Linked DNA regions of Capra hircus: region 1 is linked to region 2. The links are chromatin contacts, called in public Hi-C maps. All regions are on one chromosome and are shown on one strand. The core of a region is the stretch at or near the end of the contact, and the rest is flanking DNA. Distances in the headings are between cores, read along the strand shown.

The links. Hi-C and Micro-C count contacts between places; a contact is called where the count stands out from the background.
Region 1: a Hi-C map of blood shows a contact between it and region 2, with 4 times the contacts expected there. The contact joins two enhancer-like sites. A contact is called at or near these places in 2 of 5 Hi-C or Micro-C datasets (both in blood).

What each region holds. Positions count from the first base shown.
Region 1 is chr28:17,760,589-17,766,132 of ARS1.2, forward strand. It overlaps CDH23 (cadherin-23), which reads right to left. Exons shown (of 69, transcript XM_018042178.1): 26 at 5,515-5,544; 27 at 2,668-2,816. Among named protein-coding and RNA genes, the nearest start is that of C28H10orf105, 5.4 kb to the left of the region's middle. Within about 2 kb of position 1,988, at least 1 of the 5 cell types and tissues checked has an H3K27ac peak or open chromatin away from gene starts, as enhancers often do.
Region 2 is chr28:17,581,221-17,586,935 of ARS1.2, forward strand. No RefSeq gene overlaps it. Among named protein-coding and RNA genes, the nearest start is that of CHST3, 24 kb to the left of the region's middle. Within about 2 kb of position 1,626, at least 1 of the 5 cell types and tissues checked has an H3K27ac peak or open chromatin away from gene starts, as enhancers often do.

The DNA of each region.
Region 1 (5,544 bases), core at 738-3,237, 180 kb after region 2:
TGCCCGAGGCAAAGAGGAACCCAGGGAATCCTCTCCCCCGACTTCCTGGACCTTGCCTGCATTTGCCTGTAATCCGTGGGAGCAGCCAGCACCTCTGGTGGTAAATCGGATGCTGGGTGCCTGCTAGGAGGAGGGGCATTCTGGGGGCTCTCAACACACCTAGCCAGTCACAATCTTGGCTGCCACTTTGGCACACACCCCCCTCAATGCACCTGAGCCAGGATGGATGAGGAAGGGGCTGGGAATGACTTAAGAAGCTCCTTGCAGAGGCCAGGACTGGCGCTGTGTCAGAGCGGGAGGAGGCACTGTCCGCAACTGGAGGTGATATTATCCGGGCTCTGAGAGCATCGTAGAGGCTCCATGCCTCACCCAGGGAAGGAGGCAGGCTTCCTCCAGCTGGGAGGGTCCAGGCCTCTCCAGGATAGCTGTGGAACCTCAGGCCTCGACCACACGAGGTGCGCTATCTTATTTTTGGTGATTGCTTCAATGACTGGCTACTGTCAAAGCAATCCCACCCCAGGCTGGGCTTCTCAGAATCCCAAACCTTCAACCTCTCCTCGTAAGGTTGGGGCTAACCACTTTGATTGGTCCCCAATTTGGGGGGCTGGGCAGAGGGGTCTGAACTGCCCAGCTCCTGCCCCAGAGACTCATCTGTCTAGGGTCACCTGTACCCCATTAGGGACTGATCTACATAACCCTGCTCCAATCCACAGAGCAGCCAGGCAAGTCTTCTCACAGAGTGAGCTCTGATTCTGCCACTCCCCAGCTCCAGAACCTTTGTTGGCTCCCTACTGCTGGATCAAGCCAGAGCTTCTTTGTCTGGTGCTCGGTGCCCATTGGGAGCTGACAGCGAATGATGTTTCTAGCCTCATCTTGACCCAAGACTCCAGGCAAACTGAAATATCTGTCCACCGTGGGCTACAGCTCACTCAGCTCGCATGCCCTCCGTGCAGCCCTCTGTCTCCACCTGAAGCTTCCTCCTGCTGAAATCAAGGGAGGAAAGGGACCTCTTCTTTGGGCAGTGTGGGTCATCCCCGTCATGGCTGCTCCTTTCTGCAGGCCTGGGAGGTCCCCACAGAGCGAGACCAAGTCCAGCCCCTCATCTGCCTCACCAGCAGCAGACTCAGAGGCATGGGGCCTCTGTTTACTGAGTGAAGGGTGGCCCTGTTTAGTCCCAGGGGCACTTTGTCTTCCCTTGGATGCCCCTGCAGAGAAGTTGTCTCTCCCAGCAGGCCCACTGTGCCTTCCTCTCAGGTCAGTCTGACATCTGAGAGCAAGTCCACTTTGGCTAGAAACTTACTTCCAGGGCCTTGAGAAATCACCAGAGCCTGATTTTCTCCCTGAGAAACGGGGAGAGTCGGGGACTGCCTTATATTACTCAAAGGCTCTAGGATCTCACTCTGAGTAGCTATATAAATAGAAACCAAGTCTTGGGGTTTAGAAAGCGGGGCAGGCCTCCTCCCACAGCGCAGTAACCTCTTCCTGTGCAGGTTTTCCCCCCGTCACGTCTACCTGAGACACCCCATGCTGAATTCTGCCTGGAGTTGGTCACCATATCACCCCCGCGCCAGCATGCTCTGCCTGGCATGTGGTGTCACAGGGTGGGCAGTAAGGCTACCCTTGACCTGAAGGACAAAAAGCTGGAGGCGGGGAGAAGAGGGCTCTCAAAGGTCTGCTGTACCCCCATCTGTGTTCCCAGGTTGATCCTTGGAGACCTGTGTGAGCTGGGGGTGGCAGGTGCTAAGTTTTAGGCTAGGAGAGAGTGGAGCCCCATGGCTTAGTATGGTGGGTGTCTTTAAGACCCTAGGGGCTGAGGCTGAGAGGGAGAAAACCTTTTTCTGGAATCAGCCCCCAGACCCTGCCAACCCATGGCTTCCTGGACTCTTGGCACCTCTGGGAGTTAGCACCCTGCTCCCGGCTCCCCTCCTGCCCCACACCTGGCCCTGATGCAGGGAGGTGGGCAAACTGCCAACCTCCCACTCTTGGGCCCCTCCCAAGCCTGGGAGCCTGTCCCAGCGGGCAGGCCCAGATTTGCTCTGTTTGGCTCAGCCTCCAACTTGGAAACCCCACAGCTGGTGAGGAGGGTAATTCATGCCTGGCCTCCCTCCCCACCCAGCAACTGAGGCCTCCAGGGAGGGTTCGGGAGGGCACCCAACCTCCTTTTTCAGGTCCCTGCCTTCCTCCCCCGAGGCCCAAAGCTGTGGCTCCTGCTCCCTGGGCAAAGGAGCCCTTTCTTTTTGTGCCTGTTTATTTCCCAAGAGGGGAGCTTCAGCCAAGAGCCCTGTGAAAGCAGCTCTGTTCTGGGCTGTGTTGGGCCCTGGCTCTCTCCTCCTTTCTGGGAAATGTGACGTCTCCAGCTCCCTCCTGCTCTGAAAGGGACTTCTGGGTGCAGTGGGGGACGGGAAGAGGCCTGTGGGGGACGGAGGGAGTGGGGAGAGGAGGGCCAAGGCCTTCTGTTTTGGGCCCATCCATCTTGGGTTACATAACTTGGGGGCTTACTCTCCCCAGGGGGGAGGAGGGCACCTGGTTCCCTCTTTGGTTCCAGCACTGGCTGCTTGGGAGCAGCAGCTGGACTGGCCCATCTCCCTCCTGCCGCAAGGCCACTGAGCGCACACTCTGAACTGAATGTGGCCCTGCCCGGCCCCCGCTCCACCCGCCATCACCTGCCTGCACGATGCTGTGGCCCTCAGGGATGTCCTCGGAGACGCTGGCCTCATAGCTGCTCTGCAGAAAGATGGGTCGGTTGTCATTCACATCCAGGACGGTGACAAACACGGTAGCTGTGCCCGTGCGCCGCTTGCCCACGGGGCCGTTGTCTGTGGGGGGCCGAGGAGGGTGGTGTTAGCAGCTGCCTGAGGGGCACGCTTCCGGGTGCCAGCCAGACTCTGTTCCCCCACCTCTGCGAGGGGGTGGCTCTTTTTCTCTAGGTTAGGAACAACACTAACAGTATCTAACATGTCCCAAGAACTCATTCAGTCCTCACAACAAGCCTGTCAAGTGGGTGCATTATCAGAGGAGGTAACTGAGGCATGGAGTAGGTTGAATGGTGGCCCCCGAAAGATACACCTATTGCAACTTCCTGGGAACCTGTACATGTAACCTTACAGGGAGAAAGTGACTTTGACGATGTAATTAAGGATCCTGAGAGGAGGTATCCTGGATTATCTGGGTGGGCTGTAAATCCCATGACAAGGGTCCTTATAAGAGAAAGGCATGGGGGTGGGAGAGCACAGATTTGACACAGAGAGGAGAAGGCCATGTGAAGTTGGAGGTGGAGACCAGAGTCCGGCGGCCACAGGCCAAGGGACACTTGGAGCCACCAGAAACTGGAAGAGGTGGGGAAGGACCCTCCCCTAGAACCTTCAGAGGGAATGCAGTCCTGCTGACACCCTAATTTTGAACTTCTGGCCCCCGGAGCCGTGAGAAAATAAATTTGTTCCTTAAGCCACCAAGACTGTGATCATGTGCTTCAACAGCCCTAGGAATCAGCTACAGGGACTGAGACGACAAACCCCACCGCTGTTGGGGCCAGGAGGGTGTGTCTGCCTCCGGGGTAGCCGTCCTCTGCTCCTGTCCACACTAGACAGGCGGAATGGGGCCCAGGGACACCAGATGTTCTGATTCCTCAAGAGAGAGCAAATATCTGAGCTTTTGACTAAAATCTCCTGATTTTTAAATGTCCAAAACTATCTATCATTTCTCATGAAACATGGGATGGGTCAAACACGCCTGCAGGACAGACTGGGCCTCTGCATTCAGTGATGTGGGCTCTGCCTGATTTCTAAGCCTTATGTATTCAGGGATTCTGCCCCCTCAGTTCCTGGAAGGACCCTCCCAGGGTTGGGTCATCCTTCTTGTGCCCAATGCTGCGTGTTCAGGTAAGGGCGGTCACCCCAGGGAGGAGAACGGGTAGCTGGTATTGGCTGAGGACCAGGGGTGACTCTGTCCTTCTTCCCAAGCCAGCTGCCCACCTGCTGGGGTCAGCGAGTTATCCTGAGGTAGGTCACTTTGTCCTCCTGAGCTCCTCTCCAGGACCAACCTCTCACTGTCCGGGGTACTGCTTACGTGCCCCGTCTGGGGACAGTGTGAGCTGGCAGGCTCCATAGAAGGCCCCAGCCTCTCCTCCTAGCCAGTGCTTCATGCAAAGGCTGAACCAAGGGTGGGTGATGGGCCTCCAGAGGGCGGTGTGGCCACTCCAGGATGGGAGGAGAACAGGGCAGGGGGAAGACGCACGGGGGAGATGCTGGGGAGTGACTGCAGGTTGGCTAGAGTGAGGCACACAGATCTCACTGCCTCTCACCCTGAGATCACTGCAAACACTGAATAGGGCGTTCCTGTGAACACCAGGGGCATCTGGGGGACACAGGCCTCATCACACCCCTCTTGCCATCTGGTGTCATCAAGGGCTCCCCGCTGCCTGGAACCAAGACCAAACTTCCAGCTAAACATTTAGGCCTCCACAAGGGGCCCTACCTGATCACAGCACCGCCACCCCCGCCCCCCTGCCCCCACCAAGGGACACCCAGACACAGAGCTCTCTCTCATCTTCCAATTCAGGCCTGAAATGCCCTCCCTGCTTCTCCACATATGGAAACCCAATGTGGGCCCCAAGGTGGTGGGCAGCATGTCTCGTTTCTATCAGCACTATCCTGCTCTCTTAGGCAAGTCTGTGCCCCGAAGGTCCCTCTGAGAAACTTCCCTTCCAGACTGAGGCCTGGGGTTCCAGGTGGGTCTGACAGCTCCCCCAGGGACAGGGACAGACCCAACTAACTAGCATATCACATCCCCTCTTGCTGTAATGAGGGGTTCAGAGACAGGTGCTGGGACAGATGGAACTAATCAGAGCTCATCTGAGGGTTTCTGCTGGGGAAGCTGGGAAAGATACAAATGCCAGTTCCCTGCTGCTCAGGGAACTCAGACTAAGGCTGGGACTGCAGTAAGAATCTGTCACCAAGTGAGCGAGAGGATGGAGCTCACACACAGGGGGCAGAGGCAGCCAACACAGAGAGACTGAGGCCTGTGGCACCATCTGAGCCCCAAAGCCAGTCAACAGGTAAAGCTCCATCTCCCTGTGGACCAGTGTGGTTTTGTGAGCCCATCCTGCTGAAGCTAGTTAATTTTAAAAATTTCCACTAATAGTCTTAGTTAATCCAAAGACAGTCACAGAGGCAACTTCCTTCAAGCAGCCCGTCTTGATCACCCGCCTCTGCACGTTTCCACCACCCTTGGTGCTCGCACTCTCGGGCCACCCTTTCACCCTTTTCTGCTCTGTTCTAGTTTTGCAGTGATTTGTCTACGTGCTGGTCTCCTGTCTGGCCCCCATGTAGCCCCCGCCACACCACCTTAGCATCTTGCACGTAGCACCATGTGCCGAGCCTCACGGCTGGCAAGGGGATGCTACTGTACTGAGGGTCTGGTTGCCCTTTTTCCACTGTCACCAGGGCACAGCCTTTGCCTCAAGGCCAGCTCCTGGGAGGGCACCCACGCAGACTCAGTGGGTGGGCTGGCGCTCACCGATGGCCTCCAGAACGAGCGTGTATGTGG
Region 2 (5,715 bases), core at 376-2,875:
TCTGACATAATTATAAGTGGAAGTTTGTATTTTTTAGTCCCACTTAAGGTATTCCCCTCATTGCCCCTGTCAGACCACCACCAGTTTTTCTCTGTATTTCTGAGCCTTTTTCCATTTTGTTACGTTCACTTTTTAAAAAAATTCCACATATGAGTAAAATCAGAGTGTTTGTATCTTTCTCTGTCAGGTTACTTCACAAAGCATAATACCATCTAGATGCATCCATGTAGTTGCAAATAACAAGATTTCTTGCTTTCTACATTAAGTAATGTTTGAATGTCTCTGTGGACTTCCCGGGTGGTACTTTAGTAAAGATCTGCCTGCCAATGGCAGGATGCAGAAGACAGAAGCGAGGCATGTTCAATCCCTGGGTCAGAAAGGTCCCCTGGAGGAGGAAATGGCAACGCACTCCAGTATTCTTGGCTGGAAAATTCCATAATCAGAAGAGCCTGGCTGACTGCGCTCATAGAGTCGAAAAGAATAGGACACGAGTGAGCAGCTGAGTGCACACACGCGTGTATGTGTGTGCTGAGTTCACTTGCTCAGTCGTGTCCGACTCTTTGAGACCCCACGGACTGCAGCACACCAGGCTTCCCTGTCCTTCACAATCTCCTGGAGCTTGCTCAGACTCATGTCCATTGAGTCGATCATGCCATCCAGCCACCTCATCCTCTGTCGTCTCCTTCTCCTCCTGCTCTCAGTCTTTCCCAGCATCAGGGTCTTTTCCAATGAGCTGGCTCTTTGCATCAGGTGGCCAAAGTATTGGAGCTTCAGCTTCAACATCAGTCCTTCCAATGAATATTCAAGATTGGTTTCCTTTAGGACTGACTGCTTTGATTTCCTTACTGTCAAGAGACTCTCAAGTATCTTTTCCAACACCACTGTTCAAAAGCATCAGTTCTTCAGTGCTTGACTTTCTTTATGGTCCAATTCTCACTTTCATACATGACTACTGGAAAAACCATAGGTTTGACTGTACAGACATTTGTTGGTAAAGTGAGGTCTCTGCTTTTTAATACACTGTCTAGGTTTGTCATGGATTTTCTTCCAAGGAGCAGGTGTCTTTTAATTTCATTTAATTTCATGGCTGCAGTCACTGTCGTCAGTGATTTAGGAGCCCAATCTCCATTTTCTGTGCCTGTATGGATGACACACAGGTGGCTTCCATATCTTGGCTATTGTGAATAGTGCTGCCAAGAACACGGGAGTGCATTTATCTTTTCAAATTAGTGGGAGTTTGTGTGTGTGTGTGGAGAAATACACAGGATTGTGTCACACGGTAATTCTACCTTCAATTTTTGCTGTAATTGCCACGCTGTTCCCTCAGTGACTGCAGGAATTCGCATTCCTACCAACAGTCCAGGACGGTTTCATTTGCTCCATGTAATCACATGCTTGTTACTCCTCGTGTCTCCTAGTCTTTCCTGTCCTGCCGCGGCCCTGGGCCACCAGCTTTACCTCGACTCTGCTTCCTCTTCTATTTCCTCGCCCAGTTGTCAGTGCGGTCACCGCGAGCATGTCCCAATTCAGTGTCCAGTGCTTCAGGATCCCTAAAGACAAAGGCCAGCTCCCCCCGGATTTCCCAGGCAGGTGAAGCCCGCCAGTGCCCCCGAACCCTGCGCTTCCCTGCCTGCCTCCCCCTCCCTCAGTGAACCACACACACTGGGCTGTGGCTCTTCTGGAGCTGACTTTCCAGGGAGAGCAGATCGTTCTTGTTCAGAGCATTTGCTTCGTTCAGCATTTTGTGTCCTGTCACGTCTAGATTGTTCCAGAACATTGTCATCATGCCGAAAGGAAAGCCTGCACCCTGACACGGTCACTCCCCGTCCTGCTCCCCCAGCCCCTGACAGGTCCCGTCTGCTCTCCCTCCCTGTGGGTTTGCTATTCCTGGGTAGTTTATAGAAACGGAAACGGTGGCTCTGGGACCCAGCTTCCTTGCCCTTCTCAGAGCGTTTTGGAGGTTCATGCACACTGGGGCCCCTCTGAGAGCTTCGTTCTGCTCCATGGCTGTTATCATTGCAGCCTAACTGGCCTCCTGGAGGGCCCCAGCCTTTCTTGCCTCCAGGATCCCCCACTTCCGGCTCCTCCCTCAGCCTGAAGCTCCCCTTCCCTGAGCAGCACCTGAGAAGCTCCGATGCCTTCTCCAGTTTCTGTCTTGCCTTTGAGGATGAACAAGATGTCCCCTCAAGTGCTCTTAGAGCACCTGCCCTCCTTCAGAGCCTCTGAGTATTTGTTTATTTTTATTTTATTTTTTTGGCCACTCCACGGGCCAATGGAATCTTAATTCCCTGACCAGAAGTCAAGCCCTCGGCCCTGCAGTGGAAGTGGAGATTCTGGACCGTGGGGAACTTTCTGTGAGTGAGCTTTGATTTGGGTGCCTGTGAAGTCTTTCTGCAGGCTTGCCTCCTCCAGTAGATGCCGCATCTCGGCAGGCCCTGGGCCCCTCTTGCTCACCCCTGTGTCCTCCGTGGCTGCTGGGCAGTCCCTGACTGGCACTCTGGAGGTGCTCCAGCGTCTTTTCAGGGTGGAATGAACAGTGAATGGTGTTTTAAATCCCTTTTAGGGATGCACTGTTTTATATGTGTCCAGTTCTCTGCACTTCAGATGCCGTGGCGATCAGAATTGGCATTGGCATCTAAGAACTTGTGGGTCTCTGGTGCCCACTTCTGTATCCTCCTCAGCCCTGTGTGAGTTATGGGGTCGGGGGTACCCCTCACTAGGGCTGTAGTGGGAGCCAGAGGAGATAGGCTGCTAATGGGGGCACTTTGGGCTTCATTACTGTGGACAGTTGTATCAGGTCACTCCTGCCCTGGCTCTTCCTTGTCACCTGTTTCAATCCCTTGGGCATGGGGCTGGGTGTGGGGCTTCCAAAGACTGGGAACCTTTTCCCAGGAGTGAATGCAGCTAATGTTGCCTTTTGCTGCCCTCTTGTGGTCATTTTTAGGCTAGCAAGTGCCAGTTTCTTTGTCTCTCGGATGCTATTCTAGATTTGGCCACAAGAGGGAAGGATTCCTCACATTCAGTTCAGTTCAGCTCAGTTCAGTTCAGTCGCTCAGTCGTGTCCGACTCTTTGCGACCCCATGAATCGCAGCACGCCAGGCCTCCCTGTCTATCACCAACTCCCGGAGTTCACCCAAACTCACGTCCATCGAGTTGGTGATGCCATCCAGCCATCTCATCCTCTGTCGTCCCCTTCTCCTCCTGCCCTCAATCCCTCCCAGCATCAGAGTCTTTTCCAGTGAGTCGACTCTTCACATGAGATGGCCAAAGTACTGGAGTTTCAGCCTCAGCATCAGTCCTTCCAAAGAACGCCGAGGACTGATCTCCTTTAGGATGGACTGGTTGGATCTCCTTGCAGGCCAAGGGACTCTCAAGAGTCTTCTCCAACACCATAGTTCAAAAGCATCAATTCTTCGGTGCTCAGCTTTCTTCACAGTCCAACCCTCACATCCATACATGACCACAGGAAAAACCATAGCCTTAACTACCCAGACATTAGTCCTCTGGCTAAGATTCTCTGTGGAACCCCAGCTTTGTGAAAGTTTTGAAAACAACATTGAACTGCAATTCTTTATTTTTTTAACTGAAGCACAAGAGACTTGCTGTAAGAGTTTCAAGTGTATATTTTTACAGTGATTTGATACACCGCATAATGATCACCAGGAGAAACCTTGTTGCTTTCTCTCACCACGCAAAGTTGTTGCAAGATTTTGAGTGTGTTCCCTACTCTGTACATTATATCCCATGACATAATTGTTTTGTAGTTGGAAACATATATTTTTTAGTCTCCATCAGTAATTCTGTGCATCTCCCCAGCCACTGCCCCTAAGGAAACCAAGGTTTTTCTCTGTATCTCTGAACCTGTTTCCATTTTCTTGTGTTCATTTGTTTTTGTTTTTTTGATTCCACATATGAGAGAAATCAGAGATTATTTTATCTTTCTCTATCAGACTGACTTCATTTAGCATAATAACCTCCTCAGTGTATCCAGGTCGTTGCAAATGGCAAGAAATCTTGCTTATTACAGCTGAGTAATATTAGATGTGTGGTAATAACCCATGTGTATGTTTATCATAAGTATGTATATACCTACATTTATTAGTATGTGTATGTGTTTAGAAATATGTGCATCACGTCTCCATCCTCTATTCCTTTGTGGATGAGCACACAGATGACTTCTGTGTTTTGGCTGTTGTGAATAATGCTGAATTGAACATAGTGCATTTATAGGCGTGCATTTAAATTACTGGTTTACTGTTTTTTTTTTTTTTCTCCTGTGGATAAATCCATAGGATTGAAATTGCTGGGTCACATAGTAGCTCTAGTCTTAATGTTTTCATAACTTCGACACTGTTTCCCACAGTGGCTGCACTAATTTGCACTCTCACCAACAGTCCACGACGGCTCTGCAACACTGGTTATTCCTGTGTTTCCTTGTCTTGCCTGTCCTGCCACGACCGTGGGTTATTAGGTCTGGCTTATCCTCTCTCTCTCCTTTTGTTTGCTTTTGCCCACTGGTCAGCGTGGTCACTGGGAGCCTCTCCCCACTCAGCGCTCCATGCTTCAGGATCCCTAAACACGGAGGTCAGACCCCTCCCTGCCTTCCCACCAGTGCCCTGCCCTGGGCTTCCCTGCCTGCCTCCTCCCTCACTGAACTCCACACACTGGGCTGTGGCTTTTTTGGAGGTGAAGTCACAGGACATCAACTGAGTCTGTGCACAGCACTTAGTCCATTCAGCATGTTGTGCCCCGTCACCTCTGCCTCATTCCAGAGCATTGTCATCACCCCAAAAGTAAGCTGCACCCCTGGCGCAGTCATTCCCCAGCCCCGACAACCTCTCGATGCTTTCCCTCCCTGTGGATTTCCGGAGTGTGGATCCTCGACAGACACAGTCGTGCAGGAGGTGGCTCTGGGGCCCGGGCTCCCTTCACCTCTCAGAGTGTTTTGGAGGTTCATGCACACATGGCCTGTCTGAGAGCTCCACTCTGCTCTGTGGTTGATGCCGTTGCAGCCTAACTGGCCTCCTGCTGCTCCTGGAGGGTTTTCTTGCTGCCAGGCTTTTGCACTTCGGGCTCTTCCCTCAGCCCGAAACTCCCCTTCCCCAGCATCACCTCAGACACTCCCACACCTTGTCCAGTATCTTTTTCTTGCCTTTGGGGATCAACAAACCCCTCCCCCAGATGCCCGTAAAGCACCTGACCCCCTCAGAGTCCCCGAGGGAGCTTATTTTTGTTTTTGCCACTCCAGAAGTCCTGTGGGGTCTCGGTTCCCCACCTGGGATCAGACTCGTGCCCCTGCGATGGAAGCTTGAATTCTGAATCACGGGACTGCCGGTTAAGTCCCCTTTAGTGAGCTTTTGTGTGCTGGTGAATTTGTCTTCAAATCTGTCTCCCCCACTAGATGCCAAGACCCGACTAGGCAGGACCTAGGCTTTCTTGCTCATCCGTGTGTCCTCGGTGACTTCTGTCCAGTCCCTGGCACTCTGGAGGTGCGCCAGCATCTTTTCTAGATGAAAGTTGCTAGTGAAGGGTTCCTTATAGGAAGGAGCTGATTTACACGTGCCCAGTTCTCTCTGAATCAGGTGCAGTGGTGTGAAGATGGGTCAGGCTGCTGTTGGGGGCATCTGGGCATCGTTACTGTGGACAGTTGTATAAGGTCACTCCTGCCCTGGCCTGGCTCTTGCTCTTCCCCTGCTTCAGTCCCTGAAACATCTG